Regions from separate parts of the Mus musculus genome. Here all the other regions are linked to region 3. The links are chromatin contacts, called in public HiChIP or PLAC-seq and Micro-C maps. All regions are on one chromosome and are shown on one strand. The core of a region is the stretch at or near the end of the contact, and the rest is flanking DNA. Distances in the headings are between cores, read along the strand shown. Region 1 has its middle 6.8 kb from the start of Gm25614. Region 2 holds the start of Il17d (interleukin 17D). Region 3 holds the start of Fgf9 (fibroblast growth factor 9). Region 4 has its middle 13 kb from the start of Gm25614.

Evidence for each region. A called contact is a pair of places that touch in the nucleus more often than the background predicts. HiChIP or PLAC-seq counts read pairs in DNA pulled down with a chosen protein or histone mark.
Region 1: an H3K4me3 HiChIP or PLAC-seq map of embryonic stem cells shows a contact between it and region 3, with 3 times the contacts expected there. The contact joins the enhancer-like site here to the promoter of Fgf9 in region 3. A contact is called at or near these places in 4 of 39 promoter capture datasets (the C10 cell line, cranial neural crest, frontonasal cranial neural crest and 1 more), 2 of 484 Hi-C or Micro-C datasets (nephron progenitors and uterus), 12 of 115 datasets of contacts at active chromatin or transcription factors (bone marrow-derived macrophages, craniofacial prominence, embryonic forebrain and 7 more) and 1 of 9 other capture datasets (embryonic stem cells).
Region 2: a Micro-C map of embryonic stem cells shows a contact between it and region 3, with 4 times the contacts expected there. The contact joins the promoter of Il17d here to the promoter of Fgf9 in region 3. A contact is called at or near these places in 3 of 484 Hi-C or Micro-C datasets (LSK cells and embryonic stem cells).
Region 4: an H3K4me3 HiChIP or PLAC-seq map of neural tube shows a contact between it and region 3, with 5 times the contacts expected there. The contact joins the enhancer-like site here to the promoter of Fgf9 in region 3. A contact is called at or near these places in 5 of 39 promoter capture datasets (cranial neural crest, frontonasal cranial neural crest, hippocampal neurons and 2 more), 9 of 115 datasets of contacts at active chromatin or transcription factors (bone marrow-derived macrophages, cardiomyocytes, craniofacial prominence and 6 more) and 1 of 9 other capture datasets (embryonic stem cells).

The regions. Positions count from the first base shown.
Region 1 is chr14:58,653,961-58,660,502 of GRCm38.p6, forward strand. No RefSeq gene overlaps it. Among named protein-coding and RNA genes, the nearest start is that of Gm25614, 6.8 kb to the left of the region's middle. Within about 2 kb of position 2,446, at least 35 of the 459 cell types and tissues checked have an H3K27ac peak or open chromatin away from gene starts, as enhancers often do. A contact at or near this core is called in craniofacial prominence and embryonic stem cells, where this site is marked.
Region 2 is chr14:57,520,081-57,526,719 of GRCm38.p6, forward strand. Il17d (interleukin 17D) reads left to right here and starts at 4,749. Exons shown (of 3, transcript NM_145837.3): 1 at 4,749-4,841; 2 at 5,224-5,519. The coding sequence starts at 4,827.
Region 3 is chr14:58,068,600-58,074,516 of GRCm38.p6, forward strand. Fgf9 (fibroblast growth factor 9) reads left to right here and starts at 4,087. Exons shown (of 3, transcript NM_013518.4): 1 at 4,087-4,733. The coding sequence starts at 4,457.
Region 4 is chr14:58,633,663-58,640,508 of GRCm38.p6, forward strand. No RefSeq gene overlaps it. Among named protein-coding and RNA genes, the nearest start is that of Gm25614, 13 kb to the right of the region's middle. Within about 2 kb of position 4,414, at least 12 of the 459 cell types and tissues checked have an H3K27ac peak or open chromatin away from gene starts, as enhancers often do. A contact at or near this core is called in craniofacial prominence, embryonic limb bud, neural tube and 1 more, where this site is marked.

The DNA.
Region 1 (6,542 bases), core at 1,196-3,695, 580 kb after region 3:
TATATGTGTCATGTGCGTGTGCTTGCAGGCACCCAGGAAGTCCAGGAGAAGATGGCAGATTCCCTGGAGGAGCACTGATAGGTGAATGTGAGCAGCCGGATGTTGGTGCTGGGAACAGGATTCTGGTTCTCTGCAGCAGCAGCGAGTGCTCTTAATCACTGATCCTTCTTTCCAGCTTTTATTTTTCTCCTCCCCCCTCCTCTTCTTCCTCTTCCTCTTCCTCCTCCCCCTCCCCCTCCCTCCTCCTCCTTTTCCTCTTCCTCCTTTTCTCTCTCTCCTTTTTTTAGGGGTGGCTTTTCTAGACAGGACTTTTTTCTGTGTAGCTTTGGCTGCCCTGGAACTTGGCCTGTAGACCAGGCTGGCCTCAACTCACAAAGAGTTTCCTGCCTCTGGCCCCCAGGTGCTGGGATTAAGGTCACGTGCCACCACAGCCACCCTGCTCCTACGATTCGATTTTCTTTTATAATGCTATAAAGGATGCCTTCCAGAGCCAGCCTGCATTTTGGAAGTTATCAGATAGGAATCTATTATCTTTCTAGTGTCTCAATAATAAACTTATATGTTCCTTCTAAAATTACCTGAGAAAGTGTGACTGTATTGTGTTCAAATACTAACAAAAGGATAATAAACAATATGGCTTTTGACACAAGGGTCATTTCCTGTCTCACACCCTTAGCACAATACATAATAGCTATTTAAATATCAACATTGAAACTTTTGGTTTTATAAAATAACTGTAAGATAGGTACTCAATTCTTTTACTCAAGTGATTTGTTAATTTAAAAAATGTTTCTGGGGTTAGAAAGATGTCTCGGTAGCTATGAACACTGAGCTTGTGTCTCAGCACCCAGAAGTAAGCCTAGAACTCCAACTCAGGAATACCATGCAATCTTGTGGCCTCTGTGAAGCACAGGTGTGCATATCTACCCAGGCAAGCAAACACACACACACACATGCACACACACTCACTGAGACACACTTATGCACAAATAAATAAAATCAATCTTTAAGAAAATGCTTTCTTTTATTCTTTATACAATCAGCTTTAAAATTTAGTTTTTCAGTGGCAGGATAAAAATACCTTTACAAATTCAGATTTTTTTTTCACTAATACAGGATCCTGGCTGGATGCAGGATTTCAGTTCCATTTCTTTTCATCTCTGCCCTGAAAAGAAGGTAGATTTTTTTTTTTATTCCCATTTTATAGATGAAAAAGCTCTGTATAATTTACTTGAGGTCACACAGTTAAATGTAGAGTAGCCAGGGCCACACCCCTACCTTCAGTCCCAACACCCTCCTGTTACAACCCAGAAGGGAAGAGAGGGGAAGCTACTCAAGAAGTTTTCTTTAGCCACTCTCTAGGACACCTTGGGAACAGCTCCATGTCTAGGTGCAATTAAAATTCTTCTACACAGTACCGAGACCAGACTCTTACAGCTTAATGCCCTTAAGGGCTGTATCACCTGGAAGCCTAAGGTCTGGGTGCTTCCGTTATGGTTGGCATTTTGGCCATGCTTTACAGACACTTGGGACACTGAATTCCGTGTTTCCGTGTCACAGGAAGAGGTTTGTTTTGGAGGAGTCCAGGAGCAGTTCCTTTTAACAACTCAGGATTCCAGTGTGTTAATTTATGCTTTGGTGCTTAGAAGGTTTATTTTCTGTTCTGGTTTAGTCCCTTTTACAGCTTGCCACCTGAGAGTTTTGGAGAGCTCCAAGTATGCCTCAAAGGATGGCTCTGGCACCAGCTTAACAGACATTATGCTGACAGCGGTGAGCACCACCGGCAGCGGTGAATTTAATGCAGTTATTTTTCTGGTTATAAAGAGCTAAAGACTTTTGAATTTGTGATTATTTTATTGGATCCATATTTTGTTTTATTTTATTAGCTCTGATTCCTTCGAAGGCTACATTAGGGTTCCTATGAACACATCCTTTTATGAAATTTTTCATGCACACAAACTTTTGGACAAAGCTATTAATCAGGGTCTGTGATTTTTGCCAGATCATTTCTAAGTCTTCAACACAAATGCTCCCTCTGAGCAGTGGAACAGTCCAAAATAACTATTTTTTTTTCTTGTGTATGGCCGCTGTAGAAAGAGGATGTGCTGCCATCAAACATAGTTATAATTATTCCCTTTCTGGGTTGCCTAAACTGTGGTCAGACAGTCTTTAGATCCCCAGTACATATTCCACAGGCTGTGGGATTTTATTTTTGAAAGCAGCAGCATTTGTTTGGGTTGAATTCTTCAATTCATTTCTCATCACATATTCAAATGCGTTTCTTATTTTCCAGTTGATTGTCTTCATTCACAACACTGGGGGAGGGGGGAGTCCCTCCCAAATTTAACCTTTGTCTTCACCTTTCTTTGGATCACTCAAACCCTTTCCTGTGAAGTGGCTGGGATTTCAGTGTGTGAGGGGGCAATGCAGCCAGGTCCCTGCAAACCTTCAATCATTAGCAAGCCAGCCATCTCGCCTTGGGAAAGTGCTTAGAACCCCTGAGATGCAGGCTGGGGGTACAGAGGAGCACTTTCCAATTACTGCTTCTCACCAGCCCAACCATGAATGCCATGAAGCCACTGTAATGGTCTTGCTAATTTGATTTCCTGCACATAAACAAACTTGGCTACTCTTTGAAGTTCCCAAGATAGGTATGAGGAGTTTCAGCTTGCAATAACTCAACCCCTCTCGGAAGGCTAATTCATCTTCTTCTTCTACTTTTTTTTTTTTTTAAATAAATCAGTAAAACAGAAGTTAATTAAAGCATAAACAATGGGCAGTATTGTGGCTGAGGAGCCCATGCGGTTCTTTGTGTAATGGATATTACCTGATTACTGGGAGAGGGGTGGGGTTTAGGAAAGATCAAGTTACTTAGCTCTTTCCCCTCTTGCCCTGAACTTAAAAGAAGAAAGAAAGAAAAGGCACTAAACCTACAACAGTTGCTTTATTTTTGACTCACTGGGAAGTGGAAGACAACTTCCCAGCCCCAGCTCTGCAGGCCCTTGGGGCTTCCTTTCCCACTCCTGGGGGGGCCTGACTAGGTAGGCTGGGTTAGAGCTGGCTCCTTGGGAGGCCTGTCGTAAGGGTGGTAGACTAGCTCACTGAGGCAATATACAGAAGATATTTCACCTTGTGAGTAACACCAAGCCAGCCTGTGCAGAAGGCAGAGCTCACTCCACACCCACCCCACCCCATTTGGGGACTAGAAGGCATAAAGACACTGTGTGGCTGCTCACTGCTCTATGGAGCAAGCCTTTGTTTACATTGATTCAGGAGGGGGTACTAAGGGTTTCTTTGCAGGTCAGGTAGGATAAAGAGATGAAATTCTTCAGCAGTAAATAAAATCCCGAGAAAAATGACAGTATATATTGCCACACACACCACAGTGCATTTAAAAGGTGATAACTGTCATGGGTGGAAACTGCTAACCTTTCACAGCACAGAGCCTGACTAGGTGTGTCTGGAAGCCCACAAGTGTACGTGTGAGTGTATGTGTGTGCCTGTGTATGTGTGTACATGTGTATGTATGTGCATGTGTATGTGTGTACATGTGTGTGTATGTGTAAGTATGTATAGTGCCTGTGTGTGTATGTGTGCCTGTGCATATGTGTTTCTGAATGCACAAAGGAGAAGACAGAATTGAGATCCAAGAAGGAGCCTACAATATAGAATTGTGTAGAGCCCAGGAGCAAGTGGTCTACTATGTGAGGTACTTTAAGAGACCCCAAGACAACCAATCCTTCCAGATGGTCCAAAATTCTTAGTTTCACTTTGTCCTGAAGAATTTCTATCACCATGATTGATTTAATTTTACAAACGGGAGGACTCTCTTAAAAGGTCAGCTCTCCTCTTAATTAGCTATTGGGGGATGGTGTCTTAGAATCAATTATCTTAATGGAAACTTCCCAGCATCAAGTGTCCACTGTTAGCTAACTGGGGAAAGCACAACATGAACAGTGGGGTAGGTGCACAAGCACCAGACAAGGGCTCAGGGCTCTCTCTGTTGCTAACTAGAGCTAAAAGCTGTAGTAAATGGGTTGAGAGTGGAGCCAAGGAATTCTGAGGAAATACATCAGCCATTTGCAGGGCTTTTATTGGAAAAGCCTGCCCCTGGAACTTGGACAGCAGAGCTGAAGACACCCTCCCTGAGTGACTGGGAGTGGAAGTCAATCTACTGAGGAGAGGAAGGGAACTTCCCTGGGCTTCAGCCACTCTACAGAGCAGTTGATGGCGATGGTGCTGGGAAGGTTCTGTCCAGACCTGCTGAATCAGCCATGTGTGTCTCCATTGTTCACACAGCCCTTGTCTCAAATCCAAGAAAGAATCTACCACAAAGCCATAGGCCTCAAGGGCAATTGGCTGCTCTCCAGCTGAAGCCACCTATTTGGCTGTGTTGTGTTCTCTAAAGATTCATATATATATATATTCATGTATATTATATATAAAACTTATAAACATAAATGTTGTATAACACACATATATTACATAGCATACACACACACACACACACACACACACACACACACACACACACACATATATATATATATATATATATATATATATATATATATATATATATATGAACGTTTAGAGAACACAGCCACATATTTCCTTTCTCTCGCTCTATAAACTGAGAAGGAAGGCTAATTTAGAGTAAAGTAGAATCAGACACCTAGCCAAGAAGTAGTTCTCTGGCTACTGGCCAGTTATATAAGTGGTTAGGGTTAAGGTTAAGGTTAGGGTTAAGGTTAGGGTTAGGGTTAGGGTTAGGGTTAGGGTTAGGGTTAGGGTTAGGGTTAGGGTTAGGGTTAGGGTTAGGGTTAGGAGCACTCAGGAGCAGAAGGCAAACTTGCAGTATCTCGCTTTTTTCTTGTGGATTACAAACCCCATTCATGCCCTGGCAGTCCCTTAGAGGGCTTTGACAGCCCTGTTTCTGTGGTTAGGTTCAGTTAGCTCTTGATTTTGGTTTTCTAGAGAACTTGGTTTCTAAGCAGCACTTTTTCTTTATCACCTAGGGTTTGCATGCAAACCTCATTTGGAAATGAGGTTGTGTGTGGCTCTGTGGCAGTGAAGCTCCAGAGGCAAGAGGTGTGCTGCGTGATGGTCAAGGCCTGGTCATCAGATGGCACAGGCTTGAGCCACTCATTTTCTTGCTATGTGATACTGATACATTCCTTAATGTCTTTTGAGCCTCCATTGCCTTCTCTGCAAAATGGAGATAGCAGGAGGTGAGTGGTTCACAAAGTTTACTCCAAAAATGAAATGAGTTTATTGATGAGCTTCTTAGAGTAGGGCTCTAAGGCTCTAGCCACTAAGAACAGTACGGATTTGAGAACAAAACAGTACTTGAAGGCAGAAGAAAGAAGTCTCTCTCCTCATGGTGCCAGGTGAAAGAAAAGGCTTCTCATGTAGTATGACTTCGCCGCCTCCTCCTCCTACTCCTCCTCCTCTACCTCCTCCTCCTCTGCTTCCTCCTGTTCCTCCTCCAGGTTTTACAGTTTCACAAAATGTACACATTTATGCACTAAAAATTTATCATATGGCAAAAAAAACCTTCACAATTGACTAACAGAAATTTTCTATTCAAACAAAAGCCCAGTGGGGTGACTCACTGTAACCTGTCTCCTAACTACTCATTTCTAACTGCCTCCTCAGCATCTCTGATACCAAGCTAGCCTCTTCTGCATTAGGACTAGAGCACCACTGCACTAGCACAGCATCTCCTGCACTAGCACAGCATCTTCTACACTAGCACAGCATCTCTTGCACTAGTCCTGAATCTCCTGCACTAGCATAGCATCTCCTTTATCGAGTTTCTTTCATTTTAGGTTCTAGTCAGTGTAAACTAAAACTGTCAGTTATTGTAACACCATTGTGTGTGTCCACTCTTTGGTGAATGATAGACTCCAAAAAGGCTGGCTGCTCACTTCCACTCAAGAGTTGATCCCCAATATATAGCAAGCTTGTTTTTCCCTTTGAGACTCCCCAAATCTGAAACATGTCATTCTATGCCCTGTGTCCCCACTAGAGAAATGTAGGGTTAACAGAAGTGCAGGTGACCTATTTAAGATATTAAGTGCTCATGACTCTCTCTGTCTCTGTCTCTGTCTCTGTCTCTGTCTCTGCCTGTCTCTCTCCCTCTCTCTCTCATTTCTCTGGAACTGTTGGATTGGTAATCTGTAAAAGTCAATTTCACCTCCTTCTCAGCAGAATGAGCCGTGGTGCTGTGTGGGTGTGCCTCCTGAGTTCCCGGGCTGCCCATAGTCTTTGAGCACACCTCCTCTGTTCCACCTTCCTAGTCTTTGAAGCAGGAGCAAAAACAAAGGGAGGAAAATCAGTCAGTGAGGTTGGAATTTAAGTCAACAAGGGGGTTAACCAAACGGCTGGTTTTAGTAGATCAGAGGCAAAAGGATTCCTAAGGCTGGAGGCAATTGTGTATTTGTGTGTGCGTGTGTGTGTGTGTGTGTGTGTGTGTATGTATGTATGTATGTGTGTGTGTGTGTGTATATATATATATATATATATATATATATATATAT
Region 2 (6,639 bases), core at 3,499-5,998, 550 kb before region 3:
ATTCCAGTGCTTCCTGCCACCATGCCTTTCTTGCCATTGATTGTATTCTCTTAATCTGAGCCAAAATAAATGTCTCCTTAAAGCTGCTGTTTTCAGGAATTTGGTCAGTGATGAGAAAAACACATAATATAATTAGCTTTTCACTACTGTGACAGAATGCCTGAGCTAACCAATCTAGAGTGGGGGAAGTTTATCTCAGCTTAGTGCTTCTCTGGCTTTAGTCTCTGGTTACTTGGTCCTTGTTATGGTTTGTATATGCTCAGCCCAGGGAGTGGCACTATTAGAAGGTATGGCCCTGTGTCAGTGTAGATGTGGACTTTAAGGCCCTCATCCTAGCTCCTGGAAGCCAGTCTTCCATTAGCAGCCTTCAGATGAAGATGCAGAACTCTCAGCTCTGCCTGCACCATGCCTGCCTGGATGCTGCCATGCTCCCCCGCCTTGATAATGGACTGAACTTCTGAACCAGCCCCACTTAAATGTCCTTATAAGAGTTACCTTGGTCATGGTGTCTGTTCACAACAGTAAAACCCTAAAACAGTCCTATTGCTTTGAGCCTGTACTGGTACTTGTGGTGGTTTGAATGGGAATGGTCCCATAGGCTCATACATTTGAATCACCAGAGAATGGCAGTTTGAAAGGATTAGGAGGTCTGTCTTTGCTGGAGGAAGTATGTCACTGGGGGTGGACTTTGAGGTTTCAAAAAGCCCATTCCAAGCCCAGAGTCTTTCCCTTTTTGTTTTTCTGTGGTTCTGGACGTAGAACTCCCAGCTCCTTCTCCAGCACCATGTCTGCCTGTGTGCCACCATACTTCCTGCCATGATGATAATGGACTAAACTTCTGAACGGTAAACCAGCCCCAATTAAATGCTGTGGTCATTGTATCTCTTCACACAATAGAACACTATGACAGAATATATGAACACAGAACACTATGACAGAACATGTGAGCATAGAGCACTAAGGCATAAAATAGGAACCTAGAACACTATGACAGACATATGAATATAGAACACTATGACAGAACACTATGACAGACATATGAATATAGAACACTATGACAAAACACAGAACATAATGACAGATAACAAATGAACACAGAACACTATGACAGGACACTATGACAGAACATAACAGAACACTATGGCAGAACAAATGAACCTAGAACATTATGACAAAACATGTGACAATAGAACACTATGACAGAACATGTGAACACAGAACACTATGACAGACATATGAACATAGAACACTATGACAGAACATGTGAATATAGAGCACTAAGGCCGAATATATGAACATAGAACACTATGACAGACATATATGAACATAGAACACTATGACAGAACACAGAACATTATGACAGAGAACATATGAACACAGAACACTATGGCAGGACACTATGACAGAACATAATACTATGGCAGAACAAATGAACCTAGAACACTATGACAGAACATATGAACCTAGAACACTATGACAGATATACGGACACAGAACATTATGACAGACATACAAACATAGAACATTATGACAGAAGATGTGAACATAGAGCACTAAGGCAGAACAAATGAACATAGAACACTATGACAGAGCATGTGAACACAGATCACTATGATAGAACATATGAACACAGCATTATGATGGACATATGAATATAGAACACTATGACAGAACATTATGTCAGAACATATGAACATAGAACACTATGACAGAACATGTGAACATAGAACACTATGACAGAACATATGAACACAAAACACTATGATAGAACATGTGAACACAGAATACTATGACGGACATATGACTATAGAACACTATGACAGAACACAGAACACTATGACAGACATACAAACACAGAACACTATGACAGAACATGTGAACATAGAACTCTTTGACAGAACATGTGAACACAGAACACTATGACAGACATATGAACATAGAACACTATGACAGAACATGTGAGCATAGAGCACTAAGGCAGAAAATAGGAACCTAGAACACTATGACAGACATATGAATATAGAACACTATGACAGAACATAGGAGCCTAGAATACTATGACAGATATATGAATATAGAACACTATCACAATACTGGAAGTGCATCATGGTGGAACAGCCCCATTAATCTCAGGGTTTACCCCTTCAAGGACAGAGCCCCAGGGACTACCTTGTATACATAGACCTTGGAGGACATTTCTCCAAACCAGAAAAAAAATTGCTAATCTGAGCCAGATGCTAGTCCCAGCTTTTCTGCATTGATTCCGAGAGACTGAACCCTGGTCCTCATGTTTGTATAGTAAGCACTTTAGTGGCTGAGCCATCTCCCCAAACCATGTGTGATTTTTTTTTTTTAAAGAGCTTAGTGCAGACAAGTACTGCAGAATAATGGAGCACCAAAGGACTGTAAGAATATGATAATAAAGATGAGCAATGAAACTGGACTCGAGAAGATATGAGGAGGGAAAGTTTCGATGTGAGTGGAAAACGGCATGATCTGAAGATAGAGGTGCAGGACAGGACATGGGTGATCACTGGAATCAGATCCAAGGATGCGGTCAGCTGTTTCTGATGAGGAGACCTTGGATATGGCCACACAATTTAATGTCAAAGATCAGACTGGGTTGGTGGAGGACGAAACTGCAAGTGGGCACTCAGAACCAGTACGGGTTGATGGTGCAGGATTAAGAAGCAGAACCCAAACCCTGTCTCGAAAAAACAAAACAAAACAAAAATAAGCAGAACACATAATGAAAGGTCCAAGTGCTAAAAATCTCCATGAATGGGAGGAGCTGGGTGCATGGCAGCTGTGCGGATTGCTATGTGAGGAGCCTCTGAGGAGAGAAAATGTCTGCACGTGCACCTTACTCAGAAATCCAAGGTCAGGATGGAACGAGCCAATCCCACACTGGCTTTGGAAGCTTTGGAGATGCCCAGCGGTTAACATTGGCCATCATTCTCACTGAGGACCAGGGTTCAATTCTCAGCACTCTAATAGGCCACTTACAACCCACCTGTGATACCAATTCCAAGAGATATGATGCTCTCTTCTAGCCTCATGGGCACCTGAAAGATTGCTTTTGCAGCTTTGCTAGACTTGGAACAGCCAAGTGAAGCCACTTGGAACTAGTGTCAGATGGCTGTGAGCCACCATTTTGGTACTAGCAACCAAACACAGGTCCTCTGCAAGACAGCCAGTGCTCGTAACTGGATTAATCTTTAAAATATCTTTAGAATTGTGTAAAAAGTCACGTGTGTGATAGCACACACACTACAATGCACATGCAGGTCAAGATGGATGGATGTGCAGGTCAGAGGACAGCTTTGTGGAGTGGGTTCTCTCCTCCCACCTTTATTTGGGACCCAGGCATAGAACCTGGGCCACCCCTAGAACACAACAACCCATTTACCCACCGAGACATCTCCCCAGCCTCAAGTCTGGAATAATTATTAACATGTTTGTATCTTCATAAAATGCTCAGATCTGGGAACTTTTTATTTAATCTGCACCTATTTATAGCCTTTGCTCCCCTGTTTAATCACAAATGAATCTTATGCTCTACTCAGTTTAAGTTTTCAGTAACTGGAGGCTTCCACAAACTGGTCAGACACTGGAAGGTACTTTGTTGATTAGCACAGTGAGTAGTTCCGTGGAACTCTGGTAATGACAAGCTCGCCTCGAAAATACTCCTACGCTGTACCTTTCAAATGGAAAATTAGTAGTACTTGAGTGCTGATGTCTTTATTCCCGTTTTTTTACTAGGAAGGAGACAACGTTAACAATTTATGTGCGAGTCAAAGTGTTTCATAAACCCAAATGTGTTTACTAGGAATTGTAAAATGTTTTAAGCTGTAAGGTTTGAAGGGACTTTTAAAGGTAGAGCCGCTACAAAGTATTTCAGTTTTAAAACATTGAAGGCAAGTGTTTTTCTGCATAGCAGAACTGAAACGCAGTTAACCACTGGTTTACAACTTGGTTAAAACCCAAAGCTGCAAGCCGTTTTAGGGAGTCAAAAAAATATTTTGCACACTTTCAAAAAGCGTTCAGCTAGTCTCAGCCATTTCTCTTTATTCTCAAAGCGTAAATGCTCAAAAGTAATCATATTCACTAGCTGGATGCCTGGTAAGCAAGGCATTTAAATAATGAACAAGTAAGTGAGCAAGCTCTCTTCAGATTCAATAGAGTCCTTCATTTGAGCTGATTCCCCTTAATTTATTCACAGAACTTTAGGCTCATTTTACATGTCTGCTCACACAATTAATTACCATGATTGAGTTCTCCAACACTGTAAAACTAGACCAAGAGATGCCCATTTACAGCATGTGTCAGGTGGGGGAGGGTATTTATTACTCGGCCCTTAGCTGAATAAGAGGCATGGAGTCATTTTATGAGTATTTAAGGGAAAACAGCCTCCTTCTAGCCTAACAGAACATAACTGTTTTTTAATCTCTTGTATAATTCTTCGAACTATGAAATCCCAGAAGAGGAAGTGGTCGCAAGAAGGAGAGTCCTTCTAGGTTGGAGTTCATTCATTTCCAAGTGGCCTGTCCAGCTCCTGGACCGCTTCAATGTCTAGAGAAATCCGTTTCCTCTGAGCCAAAGTCGGCCTCTCGACTGCATCCCCGAGGCCCCACTGGTCCGTGCCGAGGCGTCGAGGCCAGTCACCACCTCCTCCTCCTCCAGCCAGGCGGACCGCCAGTCCACTTCTGTAGGGGCGACACCCAGCCCGCAGGCCACACGCCCCGCGTGTGCGGCGCCCTTATTTACTTCGCAGAAGAGCCTTCAGCCCCCCTCCTAACAAGTCTGGAAAGCATCACGGCGACGCGATGTTGGGGACACTGGTGAGCGCCCTCGGGGGTACCGGCGAGGCATGGCCGAGGCCGGGCTGGGGCAGAGGGACGGGGGGAGGACGGCGGGACGGCCCGGAGAGGCGTCTCACAGGCACTCGCAGCCCGCCGCGCAGCAGCCCGGCAGGCACACGCACACGTGCACGCGCGCCCCGCACCCGCCCCCCGCGCGGGCTCCGGCTCTGGGCGGCGGCGGCGGCGGGGGCCGGGGGCGCGCGGGCCGGCGGCGGGCCGGGCCCCGGGGACCGCGCGGGCGGCGGGCGGGCGGGGACGGCGCTCGGGGGCCGGCCCGCGCGGCGCCCATGCTCGGGGAGGGCCTCACGGTGTGCGGAGCGCCGGGCGGGTCCCGCGACGCTGAGCTCGGCCTGTCCCGCAGGTCTGGATGCTCGCGGTCGGCTTCCTGCTGGCACTGGCGCCGGGCCGCGCGGCGGGCGCGCTGAGGACCGGGAGGCGCCCGGCGCGGCCGCGGGACTGCGCGGACCGGCCGGAGGAGCTCCTGGAGCAGCTGTACGGGCGGCTGGCGGCCGGCGTGCTCAGCGCCTTCCACCACACGCTGCAGCTCGGGCCGCGCGAGCAGGCGCGCAATGCCAGCTGCCCGGCCGGGGGCAGGGCCGCCGACCGCCGCTTCCGGCCACCCACCAACCTGCGCAGCGTGTCGCCCTGGGCGTACAGGTGAGCGGGCCCGAGGGGAGGGGCGGGGCCTGCAGAACAGGTGGGTGGGGCAGGGTGGAGTCCGTTGGAGGGCGGGGCCGAGGGGCGGGGCGGAGCACGTGGTGGGCGGGGTCGGGTGGGGCCTGGGCGGGGCCCGGCTGCCACTGGAGCGGTATAGGTGGACGGTGCTTGAAGGAAGGGGTCGTGAGGGGGATCGGGTGGGATCGGCTGGAGCGGGAGGGGAGTGGCAAGACGGTCGGGTGGTGCTATGGAGATGGTGTAGTGCCCGAGGGGCGGGGTCTGAGGAGCGGACGGAGGTGATGGGTGGGGCCGGGTGGAACTACTGGGATGAACCACGGGGGGCAGGCCAGGTAAGGCGGGTGTCTACTGGTCCTAGAGCTCAGGGAGGGGCTAGGAGAGGCAGATGGTATAACTAAATTGGGAGCGATTGGTTTCTACAAAGGTCTGTCACGATCTTTGAAGAAATGCTGCTTCTGTATTTGTTATGCAATAAATACCAATTCTCTGCCAGATACACCATGAAGAACCAGGCCACATGACCCTTTTTTACAGGAGGCCTGTAGGAGTGTAATCTAGAAGTGCTGGGGCGCCGAGAGCTAAGAGGCACGCCCTCTGAGAGAGTGTCTGGGGAAACTAATATGGGGATAGAACCTCAGATGAGAAGCAAAGTTTCCAGCGTGAGGTAGCCTGAAGTTGAGGGAGGAAGAGAACACCCCTTTGAAGGAGAAAGTGACATTCAGGCCTTGTGGAGAATGGGCAAGATTTTGAGGATGGCCCAATCCAGGTGTTGTGTCAAAAGAAGAGCATGTCCAAGGGAAGCATGGGGATGTGGAGCGTGGCCACAGTGGCCTGGGCAGATGCCCGTGACAGGATGCATAAGTAGCTCGGATGAGGGAGCCCTCACTCCACCCTGTAGATGAGAAAGATAGGCAGGCACCTTGGACGAGAGCCTTTCCAGGATGGGGGTGGACTCTAGGTAAGGGCTGTGTGGGCAGAGGAGAGGAATAATGTCGAGTCTACAGAGAGCTACCAGAGGGGCTTTGTGGTTGTCTGTCTTGTCATGCTGGAGATGGAACCTAGGGCCTCAGATTTTCTAGGAAGTGTTCCACCACCAAGCTGC
Region 3 (5,917 bases), core at 2,837-5,336:
ATTGTTGTGCCATGTAGCTCTGAGGTGTACGAACTTGACTTCACCATTTGTTAGCAATGGGGTGATGGGTGTGTTACTTAGTCTTCACAAACCACAATCTTCTCATTGGAAAAATGCAACAAAATAGCATTCACATCATGAAATCAGTTTTGAGAGTAACCACGAAGTCAGTTTTGAGAATAAAATGGCTAAAGCACAAAAGTATTTGGAATGTCTGCAGCTCTGGAAGCAAGCCAGGCCTCCCTGCAATGGTTCCATGCCTACCAAGTTGAAACTTTTCCATGAGGTCAGCCTGGGAACCCAAACCATTCCCCTTTCACCCAGTGCCATTAGTAGCTTGAAGGGTATGGGTGGGGTTGGGAGAATGGAGGGAATAGAAAATGGAGGGCTGTGACCTGGTTACACAGCCATTGTTACTGGAAGGGAATGGAAGGATTCTGTGCTGATTGGTTGTGTGTGTGTGTGTGTGTGTGTGTGTGCGCGCGCGCCCGCGCGCGCGCTCGAGTGTACATATGTACAAAGGACACACCAATTAATGGACAAAAGAAGGGCAGGTGAAGAGAACTAATGGCTGCTTCAAATGTGTGGAAGACTTATGGTCATGTTTATATATGTGTATCTAAGCCAGGGTGCACAGCAACTCATGGGGACCCACGAAGTGGGGGGAACATTGTTTACCACAGTGAGCATAGGTAGAATGTTGGATGCCATGATGCAGATCTGTGGATGCTTGGGGCATTTATTCCTTGTTATAGGCTCCCTGACATCCCATTGTTTATCCCAGACTGGGTCCATGCACTAACGTGATAGCAGAAAAGACAAATGATATCCTGATAGAAAACACAGGTAAAGGGGGAAAATGAGAAACGAGAGGATTAAGGCATTGGAGGAGAGACAGCATTAGAGAATTTGGGGATTGGGATCCACTAGAATCTACTGAATACCCCAATGTGCAGAAATGCACTAAGGGCTATACAAAGAGGAAGGATATGGCGAGGGCAGCTGGCTTGAGCGTCTATTGTCTATGCCTGCTTCATGTGCATTTTTTTTTTTCTCTTAAAGTCAGTCATCCAGGCAGGTGTAATGAAGCCAGTTAGTTAGTTGTACCATGTGTGTCTAGAAAGCAAAGCCACCATCTTGTTGTAAGTCATTGAAGAGTATTGGTAAAAACATCCTACAAGCTGAATGTGGGGAGTCTGTAGTTATGGTATAGCTCTGAAGTAATCCTGAAACCTTTTGCCATGGGAGCCCGTTGACTGCTTGGAAAGAAACGTTATAAGGTCAGGGAAACAGCAAGGTCATCGTTTCTATCACTGTGTAGGGAAAGGACCAAATGTAAGTAGCAAAGAAACCTGATGGGCAAGCAAAGAGGCAGGGAGTCAGGAAAGCAGCTTGCAGGCAGAGTTAGGGATGCAGATGAAAGGAGCTAAACTAACTGTAGTGGGAATGAGATGCGAAGGGCTGCTTGCAGTTTCTACCAACAAAAGTGCTGGGTCAGCTACTTTACTCTCTCCTACTGCTGCATCACTTTTAAAGGGACAGGATGCTTCAAGACTCAAAGGCGGAAATGATCTCTGCTCATAGGCTAAGAGGCTAAATTCAGACCGAAAAGACTTGGTTGGAGACAGTTGGTGGAAAAACTGCCTTGGAGGAAATGTCTGCGCCCTGTTCTCCATCCTTTTACAAAGTGCCTTCCTGTCTGCATTTCATTCTCTCGATCGCTTCTACCATTAAAAAAAAAAAAAAAAAAAAATCAACCTGGCACTTTGTACCCAAAGGGTACAAAGGCAGCGCCCCTGCTTAATCCACGGCCCTTGGCGACTTGGGGTGATTAATGCGAGCTACTCTAATGGTTTATGAGAAGTGTCACTTCCTCCCAGTTTCTTGTATCTGCCACTAGGCAGTTAGCGTTACAGCCTGCTCTCTAACACCGTGGATGAGACTGCTGTAAATACCACACAGCAGGGTTCTTCTGCAGTGGAAACTTGTAAGCCAGACTCAAGAAGCCAGTGCCCGGACTCCCGATGACCCCAGACTGCGGCAAAGAGGTGTGGGAGTGGACAGAGGGGAGGGTCACCTGGCCCCACTCTTTTCCCTTGGGGCCTTGCGGGAGCACGCTTTCTAATCCCGGGGGCAGGGGAAGGTCGCTCCAGGGATGGGCACCTCCAACGCCAGCGAAATCTGCAAATTCATTGCTTCCTCCGTCTTTGGGGCGAAACCCTCTGGTCGGAGTAGGGCCAGCCCCAGGGCTTCGCCGCCATAGGCTGACTTCTCCCCCAGAAAAAAGCCTTTTATTTGCTTCTCTACTGCAGGGCTCTGGTCTTTGGACTTTGCTTCCCTCTCGCACGCCGTCGGGAGCTGCGCTCAAGTCTTAGCAACTTTCACCATCTTGACCCGAGAGTCTAAGACAATGTGAACAAAGAGGAGCGTGGGGGGGGGGGGGCGGGGGGGGGCGACGACCAGGCCTTCGGGCGGGCTGCGGAGACAGTGCTTGTGTTGGGGACGCCGCGCTCAGCGGATCGGGGTGCTGGCTGGTGGCTGGGCGCGTACAGCGCCACCGGCGGCCCCTGCCCCTGGCTGCCCTGGGCAGTGCGTTTCTTTGTCCCTGCATGGGGCTGGGCTCAAAGGCTGCTGGCCTCGAGCAAAAGCCCTGGCCCGGGACCAGAGCTCCGGCTTCCAAGTCACCCGCGGCAGCGAGCGAGCCCTGAGCAGCGAACAGCGCCCGTGCCCAGCCGGCGGCTCCTGTCTGGCTCTTAGGCTATGCAGAGAGCTTCGGGCCATGGAGCAACCCTGGAACTCGAGCCTTTCACTTCCAGGCAAAGTAGAGCTCAAGGTGGCAAAGCCCGTCCTGAGTAGCTTTGTTTGGGGGCGAGAGAGAACTCATTGGAACCTTCTCCCTGAAGACGCACACTCAGATCTGGGGCGTGAGTCGAACTCAAGGACAGGGGCTGTTTTCAGGCGCCCTGGGTGCCCTTTGCTCCTAGCCGCGGGAACCTGGGGGGAGGCAGGACCCGAACAACTCAAAGATGCGAACCAGAATTCCCTTAACAAACCCGAGTGTGGGCCCACCAGTGTGTGTGTTTTGTGTGTGTGTGTGTGTGTGTGTGTGTGTGTGTGTGTGTGTGTGTGTGAGGGAGAGAGAGAGAGAGAGAGTGAGAGAGAGGGAGAGAGAGAGAGAAGAATCTGACTCACACCCAACTGTCTTACCTGCAATATTGTTTGCGCGTCTGTAAGTCTGGCTGTAGAATGAAAGAGAAACTGCCCTGTCCAACCAAGCTCCCTACACCAACCCTTCCCTCCCAGTCTATTTTATAATGCGACGCAAGGTTACAGAGTCCGCGCGAAAACTGCTTTCTCAGTTCCCCTCTGACCCTGCGTCTCTAGCAAGCTAGATTTCTTGTGGCCGAATGTCTTCGGGCTGCTGCTTCCCGTCTCTGGCACCGCGTCTCCGGCGTCTCTAAAGCCGGGTTTCCTAGGTCGTCCTCCCGGAGAAGTCCCGCGCTCTGCCCGCCTGTGCCCGGCCTGCGGCAGAGCGGCTCGAGCGTCAGGGCGGGCGCTAGGACCGGGCGGAGCGGGGCGGCCGCCGCGCTACCTTAAACCCGGCCCAATGCCGCCGCCTGCGCCACTCTGCGCGCCGGCGGGGGCTGCGCAGGAGGAGCGCTCCGCGGCCACGGCGCTGCGCGGCCCGCGCGGCGACACCTGTTCGCGGCAGCCCGGGCAGCACGCGAGCTCCGGGACGCGGTCCTCGCCCGCCGCTTGCCGCTCGCCTCACTGCAAGCCGCTGGACCTCCGCAGAGCCTCTGCAGCGTTCTGGATACTAGCTTTGGACGCCGAAAGTTTTTTCCCCCTTCTTTTTGTTATATTATCTTTATTTTTTGGAGGAGGGACTGGGAGGAGAGATTTGTCGCCGCCGCCAACGTGAGATTTTTTTTTTCCCCTTGAAGGATTCATGCTGATGTCTGCAGAGTCGGTTAGAGAGTAAAAACAGCGCATGCCTTTCTGGAGTCAGGATCCGTAAATTCTGACGTAGCCCGAGCATCTTAAAAATCCCTGTAATATCGCCCAGGCACTTACGTTGCTATGGTCATTCTGATCTCTAAGCAAATGGAGAAACTACGGATTTTTTTCCCTTATTACGGTCGGATGGGATGAAGACCTTTCTGCCTGCTGAGAGTCGAGGCTCCATATGTAGCGATGCATAGCTGTGTTGATCAATGTCAGTGTGTGAGTATAAAGTGGTGGCTTCTTAGACTATCAGTGGTTTGACCTTGAACCTGTGCCAGAGAAACAGCCGATTACTTTTATTTATGCATCGGATGGATTGAAGAAAAGAACCCTTTTTCCCTCTCTGTCTGCAACTGCGGCAAGGGAGGGGAGTTGGATATACCTCGCCTAGTGTCTCCTGGTTGATACCATCATTATTGTTTATTCTTGTGCTTAAAAGCCGAGTCCTCTGATGGCTCCCTTAGGTGAAGTTGGGAGCTATTTCGGTGTGCAGGACGCGGTACCGTTCGGGAACGTACCGGTGTTGCCGGTGGACAGTCCGGTGTTGCTAAGTGACCACCTGGGTCAGTCCGAAGCAGGGGGGCTGCCCCGGGGCCCCGCAGTCACGGACTTGGATCATTTAAAGGGGATTCTCAGGCGGAGGCAGCTGTACTGCAGGACTGGATTTCATTTAGAGATCTTCCCCAACGGTACTATCCAGGGAACCAGGAAAGACCACAGCCGCTTCGGTAGGTATGCCTTTAACCCCTCACTGTCCACGCGCTGACACGGTCAGATTATTAACTACCAGAAAGGTGGTGGTTAGGCGGGGATGCTCGAAGGGCTATATTCTCATATTCATAACCCCTGCCCCCCACATCTTTGAGTATCTTGCCAGCCCAGGGAGGGGAAAAAGCCTCCGGAATTGCAGATCTGCGTCTGGCATTGGTGCAACTTCACCCTCAGAAGGCCCTTCTTTTCTTTTTCTTCTTCTTTATTTTTCTTAAAGGAGGGTGTGTGAGTGTGAGTATGAATATAACCCAAAGCCCAAGTTTTTTCATTTGATATGTGAGACGATAAGGTTTAAGAAGTTTCTTTTTAAACGGACCCATTTCCATTAGTTTAAAGCTTTAACCACTAAGAACTTTAAACTGCATCCAGTTTCCTGTAGGTAGCTGGTATCTTGCTCAAATTAAGTTTTTTTTTCTCCCTTCCCTTTTCCTCTAATAAGCATTCTGCCTGAATTGTAAATTAAGCGTGTCGTTTATTCCCGGTGGCTGGTCTGAAATCTCTCAGGCAAAGATTGCTGGGTGATCTGGGGGAAGCACTGAAGTCGTGTTTTAGATCCGAAACATCCGGGGCAGAAGCCCCTGGGGAAACTGACCCGAGTGGGGGCGGAAATCCCACTAGGGGTGCCGGCTCTTCCATCCGTTGGTTCCCAACCTCCGCTTTTTAATTTCCACAGCGTGTAGCCTTGTGTGGGTTTCCTGAGTGGCTTTCTGGTGTGAGTGTTTGCGTGCGCTTGCAAAAGCTGCAGGCTCATTTTAAAGGGCATTCCGAAGATTTCACGTTCCGAGCAGGGTACTTGTGACTCAGCACCGAAGGCTGCAGACTCAGGTGGGGACTCTGCCCACTTTCGTGCCTCCACACACGTGCCTGGCGGGGCACCTTCAGTGGTGCAGTGCTAAGTCAGCGAACACAGTTCTGCCTGGCGTTGGGGCGGGGGCGGGGTGTGTGGAATCTAGGTTTTTCCCCTTATTTAAAAAAAAGAAAAAATAAATCCACAGTTTGGGCAACCAGACTGTTGGAAGGAGTTAACTCCTGAGTGAACCCACCTGACAACACTTAGACTAGGTCGTAAAACCAAGTCCTGTGGTGATTTTTCTTCCTCATGCCTTAATGCCAGATGTTGAACGAAATCTAAACTAGGTGT
Region 4 (6,846 bases), core at 3,164-5,663, 570 kb after region 3:
AACCCTGTCTCAAAAACAAAACAAACAAATAAAAAAATAAACCACTACCACCACCAACAACAAAAAAACCCAAACTAAACCAACCAAACAAACAAAAAAATGAGACACAGAGATATCACAACTGTGCATGGCTATGTGTTAAAAATGTGAAATCTGTATTTCTTGCAATCTTCAATGTCATGAAATACTCTCTTGGCTTCTTCCTCTAATCATTAAAAATTGTAAAGTCCATGAGCCTGAAGGCATGGGAAGCACAAAGCTATGGTATCTTGAGGACCGACACAGAGCCTGGGGTGGGGACCACCACTCCTGGAGAAAATGTATGTGATAGCCTAGTTGTTCACTATGAACTTTCCCCTGGTGGGCTCCAAACAGTTGATGTTCCCTTGGAGCTCTAGGCTTTTGCACTCTGTGTTTGGCTGTTTCCTTTCGAATCTGTGTTACCTTTTACAAGCAAAGAGTTATCACTATGAAGTCTCAGTATTCAGTCTGCAGAACACATGCTTCTACAGGCAACCTGTCTGTCTGCATGAAATTACATCATGCCCAATGTGCCTGCTGGTTTAGCTACAGAACAAAGTTGGTTTTGCACTGGAAAACTATTCTATGGTGTTATATTAGTCTGCTATTCACTACTGTTTCAAAATACCCAAGGCTTAGTGCTTTATGAAAAAAAAGAGAGAGAGAGAGAGATTTGTTTGGTCCATAGTTCTGGAGGTTCAAGGGCATCTTCTTACTTCCATGAAGGACCTCATGGCAGATAGCATCACAACTCAGATGCTCATGTGAGAAACTGATATCTCATGGTGAGTTCAAACCCCAGAATAGGGATCTAGGGATTGGCTCTTGTGTAATAATCCACTCTCAAATTGATTTCAGGATCAATTGTTGTTTGAAAGATGCCATAATCCTAATGGCCCAGCCGAGTCCCACAGGCTCCTTATTGGCTCCCTGAGGGCCATACTTATAGCATGATGAACCACAATCGTCATTCCGGGAGAGGTCCCTCAGACTCTCTTCCTTTGACACTCGAGTACCACAGCATTCTGGGCATTAATTCAGCTCGTTCTCATGCTTCAGGCAGGGCTTTGGTGCGATTTCCTTTTTCCCATAACAATCTTTCTCTGACTGCCAGAGACTAAGTCAAATGCTTCAGAGATCTCCAGGATTTTCCCATTAGTGTAGCTGAACCAGTGGGTATCATACCTGCTTAAGACGCAGGAGCAATCCTTGAGACTTTCTCTTCTTCCTTCTTCTTTTCTTTCCTTTTGACTCACTTTTGAAATGAAATGAGATCCAGAGAAAGTACAACTTTGACTTATTAGAGACTAACCTTCTCTTGCGATGTTTAAATTTCAGGAATTTTTTTTTTTTCTGAAACTCATTTCAGAAATAGACAAATATGTGAAGTTATCAAGGAACAGTCTATCTGTTGTAATCTTCTCTTTGCACATAACCATCACAGCTTGCATTTGGCACACACATGCAGAACTACGCTGTCTGATACTCGTGTTTGCAAAATCAGCATGCTGTGTTCACATGTAGATGAAAAGCTATTTTCTTAGAAATTTGAGGAGCAGAATCATCTGTCAATAATCTTTCAGAAGCAAAGCAAAGGACCCCAGGAATGTGAGCACAGAGAATCACCATTACTATTTGAGACATTATTCTCAACACCTGTCCTAAACTAAATAAAACATGATTAGCCCCGGCAGTAACTCCATCACTCCCACATCACGTCTTATCTTGGGGGTATGGACGCACACATCTTCGTGTCGTTAGGGACACATGTCAAATTGATCATACTCCAAAACCCGTACGATCAAAAAGTTCTCAAGTAATTTTAGCCCCTGACATAATCCACTTCTCAGTTTCGGAGCCTTTTAAGCCATTTTCCACGAATACTGGCAGAAAGTCACCCTTGTGTGCAGAGCAGAGTCTGGAATGTGAAACATCGCATAGTCTCAGAATACAGAAGAGACTCCCATTTCAAAACAAAGCCAATATTTGGGTTTTCCCTGGCTGCACAATCACACTTGTGCACAAGTGTCCCCATTGCAGGCTCTTAGTTCTCTGATTCAAAGATTTGGAACAAGGGTCAATGTCTCTGCCGATTTTATGGTTCAATTGCCAAATATCTGCAAGCTGTATGAAAGAAGCCATTGCGGCTCTTCAATAAAACTTTATAGCTATTTATTCTCATGATTGGGGGGGGGTAGACTTATCATTTGTTCTATGCAGGATTCATTTGCAACAATGTCAGCAGGCCCCATTTCTTCACTACCCCAAGCTTCCGTAATGTGCAATAGAAACACAGAGTCTAGGGAGAGAGAGCAGGGGGAGCTTTGCGACAGCTGTACCAGGTCTGAAGCTGCTGAATCCCTTCCTCTAGCTCCTCCAGTCTTCTCTGCATGGAGCTGGGAAGAAAGAAAGCCCAAGTGATTTTGCAAAGATGAGATCTTCACTTCCTTTGGGTTTCTTGGGGGCAGAGACTAAGCCCAAGGTTTCATGTATTGCAAAGTGCACAATCCATCTCTGATCAACAATTCAACTATAAGAACCGAGGTCAGGGGAGCTGTAAAACAGCTACGGGGACTCAGAGCACCAGCGTTCACTAGGAACCACTGTAGAAAGGCTGTGTTAAGTGGTAAGGATACATACATACATACATACATACATACATACAGTTGCTATGGAAAATGGGCAGATGGGTACAGTGCCCAAGGGTTGACACAGAGATTAACAGCATTAAAGGGCACCGCTTTAAGGAGCAGGCTAGGAAATGACAGCAATAAGTGTATCTCCCACAGAGAACACAGGGAGGCTGGGGTAAGTCAGACAGATGTCCTAACTCTAGGTATCAGGCTGCAATTAATAAAGAACAAACAAGTCAGACAGAGATGAGCCTCTGGTGACAGGGTGTGCCCAGCAAAATGTGAGTGTAAAGAAAAAGATAGAACTTAGGTAGTGAGTGAACAAAGATTACAAGTAGAATTTACTTCTTCAGTCACCTCTGAGCTCTGGAAAAGTCAGGGAGGGAGGGAGGGCAGTCAATAGACAGAGGAAGGGGATCAAGTACTGGTTCAAACACTCCAGAGAGGAAGACAGTCCCTTTTTCGCCCACATGCTCGTTCTTTTTATCATGTATATTCCTGGCAATCAGGTGGATGTCCCTCCAGAAGGACATCAAAATAAAATTTAAGTGGCAAAACCTGATTTTGGGGTAGTGACCCGCCAGGTCCTGCTGGCTGGAATCTCTGCTTGTACTCCTGAGAACATTTAAGTTGTTTCTCTCTCTGTCTCCCTGTCTCTCTGTCTCTCTCTGTCTCTCTCTGTCTGTTTCTCTGTCTCTCTCTTCCTGCTGGTACCAAAATGTACTGGAGGGTGGGCTATGGGGCCATGGTATTGGTATGCCAGCCTCTGAAGAAAGACCTTCTGACACTGCAGTTTGTAAAAAAAAAAAAAAAAAAAAAAAAAAGACAACCTGATGAGTAACCAAGGTCATGGTGGCATTCTAGCTCTGTGGAACACTGCTGTGACGGCCACCACACATCTGCAGCCATAGCTGCTCCACACCATCCTGTTTTCCTGTGCAAAACAGCGGTCCAGTGAACTCTCATGTTACCCGAGGGATCTAAGTCATAAGCACATCTAAGTGTGAAACCGGAGTCATTCAGAGCATCTGACAGGCGTTTCCAAGGTGGGACAGGGTGACAAGGAGTCTCGAAATGAGGCGCATGTGGTATTTTGAAAAAACTAGGGAGCTGAAAATGATGATGCCATTTCTGAGGGTCTGGGAAGCCTCCAAAACTACAAGATCTGCAGACTGCTGGGACAGTGATGTCCTTCTCTTCTCTCTTCCTCTTTCTTCCCCCTGCCTGCTGCCTCCCAGAGGACTCTGGGAAATAGGACATATTCCCTACATGGGGGCATTTCCTACCCTGCTCCTCTGATTTTTCGCAGCCTAGGTCTGGAGACCACCTTGAGGGGTGACGGGGTAATTCAATTTCCAATCTCATTTAATTCTTGCTTTTTCACTGAAGACAACCAACAAGACACCAATTAGGGATGACAAGAGGCTGGAGGGAAGCCGGAGTTGGCTACTGTATTGCCTGTGTGTGTTTTCGCATTTAGTTCGAACTTCAACCTGGCCTGTCTGCCTTTGGGAGCATTTAAAAAGAAATACACTCCATCTCATTACCATCAGATACAATGATGGGGGAAACGGGCTGGAAAAATCCTGCATCTTTCCTGAGCCCTATTTTGCTCTTACAAAGAGAAGGGCAAATTCTTTACTGCTGTGCCAGTCAGCTATTATGTTTAACAATCTAATTAGAAAGGCCGGGTAGCCTATTCCCATTGTAAAAGCTAAGACAGCACACACAAGCACATCCAATTAGACAGCTGTCCTTTATGATCCGAGCTGCCCTCTGGCCAGGTTCTAATGAAGGACCCGTCACTCCAGCCCCTCCCTGCAGCCCAGGAGATGGGGTTCATCCATAAACTGGGCCAGCTGAGAGTGGTGGGGCACTAGGGGCTGTACATGAAACAGACAGCCATCGGCACTAACCTGTTCTCTGGCACATAGTAGGACACCTCTGAGGCCCTGGCCCAGCCGAAGTTTAATAGCCTTTCGACCAGTGGGTGCTATTCCCCCCATACAAACGAAAGGCAGAATTCCCTTTCAGACTACGGTGCCTGCCTTGCTTGTTCAGGTCAGACTTATGCTAACAGGTGGCTATAAATCAGAACCATCGCTTTCACTCTGACTGTTACATTCTACACGCCAGCGATGTACATAAGTTGAAACAGACCAAGAGCTATACATTGAGCTGAGTACTTGCCATGCTGTGATTTTTCCCTCCTACTACGTATGGCTTAAATTAAGGCACCCTGTGTCGAGCAGATTTCTAGCTGTGACTCTGTCATCTGTTTAGTATTTGGCATGTCCCACAAGGCAGTTGTGGTTATTCACAAGTCTATTAATTAAGGAGAGATCTGGTAGAGGGCCTACTAAGTGGGCTGACGGACTTCACATTAAAAGATACATTGGAAGGTGTACACTCAGACATTGGGTACTCTGTCTGCAGGCTTCTTGTCTACATGGGTAATTGTGGGAAGGCAGCTTGGGGGGGGGGCAGGGAGGAGCAGGGCTGGGACATGGTTTTTAAAGATATAGGCCCAAGTTTTACATTAAGAACCAAAGTGTTGCTGTGTAGGGACTGAGACCGCAGCAAGGATTCCACTTTAAACTAAGTTTTCGGGGGCCGGAGGGATGGCTCAGTGGTAAAGGTTTTTGCAAGCATAAATTCAGATCCTCAGCACCCATGTGAAAAGCTGGGTACACTTGTAACGCCAACAATAAGAAATGGAAGTGGGAACTGGAAATGCCCACATTATGATGAACCATTATGAAAAAAAAAATACAAAGGAACCTGAAGTTTTGGGTGGAAGAACAGAAAAATATTCAGTCTACTGTAACTTGGGTAAGGGTGGAGACTGAGACTGTCTTCCTACCACTGAGTAATTTATGGCCAAAGCATTGCTCATGTCAACATATTTATTCCCAAACTTCATGTTTTTAGATCTATGAAAAAAAAAGTTTTATCCTTGAGAGACTATGTGGTTCATTTGCAAACTTACTCTGCATTTGTAATGTTTCTTATCAATGAGACCAAAGGACCCACAAAGCACCTTAACTGGGAGTTCAGGGGGCATGCATCTTGGCTCATGGTTTGAGAGGATATATCATCACAGAAGGGAACAAAAGTAGCAGGTGGCTTTTGGCTGTGGGACTCTGTCCTTCCTCACACCTCAGTAGAAGGGGGAATTATAAGCCTTCAAGCCCCACCCTCTGCTGCCAGTGAAACACTTGGTCTGGTTAGGCCCTACCTGTAGAGGGTTCCACAGGCTTCCTAAATAGCACTGTTAAACGGAGATTAGGCATTCAGCATGTGAGCATATGTATGTGTGTGTGTGTGTGTGTGTGTGTGTGTATGTGTGTGTGTGTGTGTGTGTGTTGGGGGGGGCGCTTCAAATCTAATCCTTAGTGCACGTAATTCATTGTGTCACTTTGCACTTGTGACAAAAGTGGGAATTGTCAGATAATAGCGATCACTCGCTTGTGTGGGAACACCCTTTTGTCTGGAAGCACTGCAGTTTAAAATAATGTTGAAAAATGGGTGCTATAAAATTGTGTTTGGTAGCCTGACATAGTGGCGCACACCTTTAATCCCAGCACTCGGGAGGCAGAGGCAGGCAGATTTCTGAGTTCGAGACCAGCCTGGTCTACAGAGTGAGTTCCAGGATAGCCAGGGCTACACAGAGAAACCCTGTCTCGAAAAAACAAAACAAAACAAAACAAAAAAAGTTTGGTGAACACTTTATGAAAATGTGTCTGTTTTGACAAAGTTGTTCTGCCTGGGATTGTTCCCAGAAAGACTAGACAAAGGGCTTTCTCTTAATTAACAGGCATATAAGATGACTCTACTGGCAGAACTTAGTTACACAGCACGAACCAAGCACCATTCTCTGGGTCTGAGACATCAGGTGTCCAGACCTGAGCTGTGAACTGTATTCTTTACAAGGCAAGCATGGCTGGGAAAGCCACTGAAGGAAGTCCAGAGCCATCTCATCAGCAGACTGAAGAGTCCTCAGTGGCAAATCAGTTTGCACATAAGTACTTGTGCGGAATAAAGGAACATACATAGACTTTACTGTGGCCCCCAAGAGCTTATCATTGTATCAGGGAGTTGAGTGTGTAGCTATGAAAGTACAGCTAGTTATTTACTTTAGTCAGCTTTCGGTGCCCTGGGAAATCAGAGCCTCATGTCAGGAACCACTGTG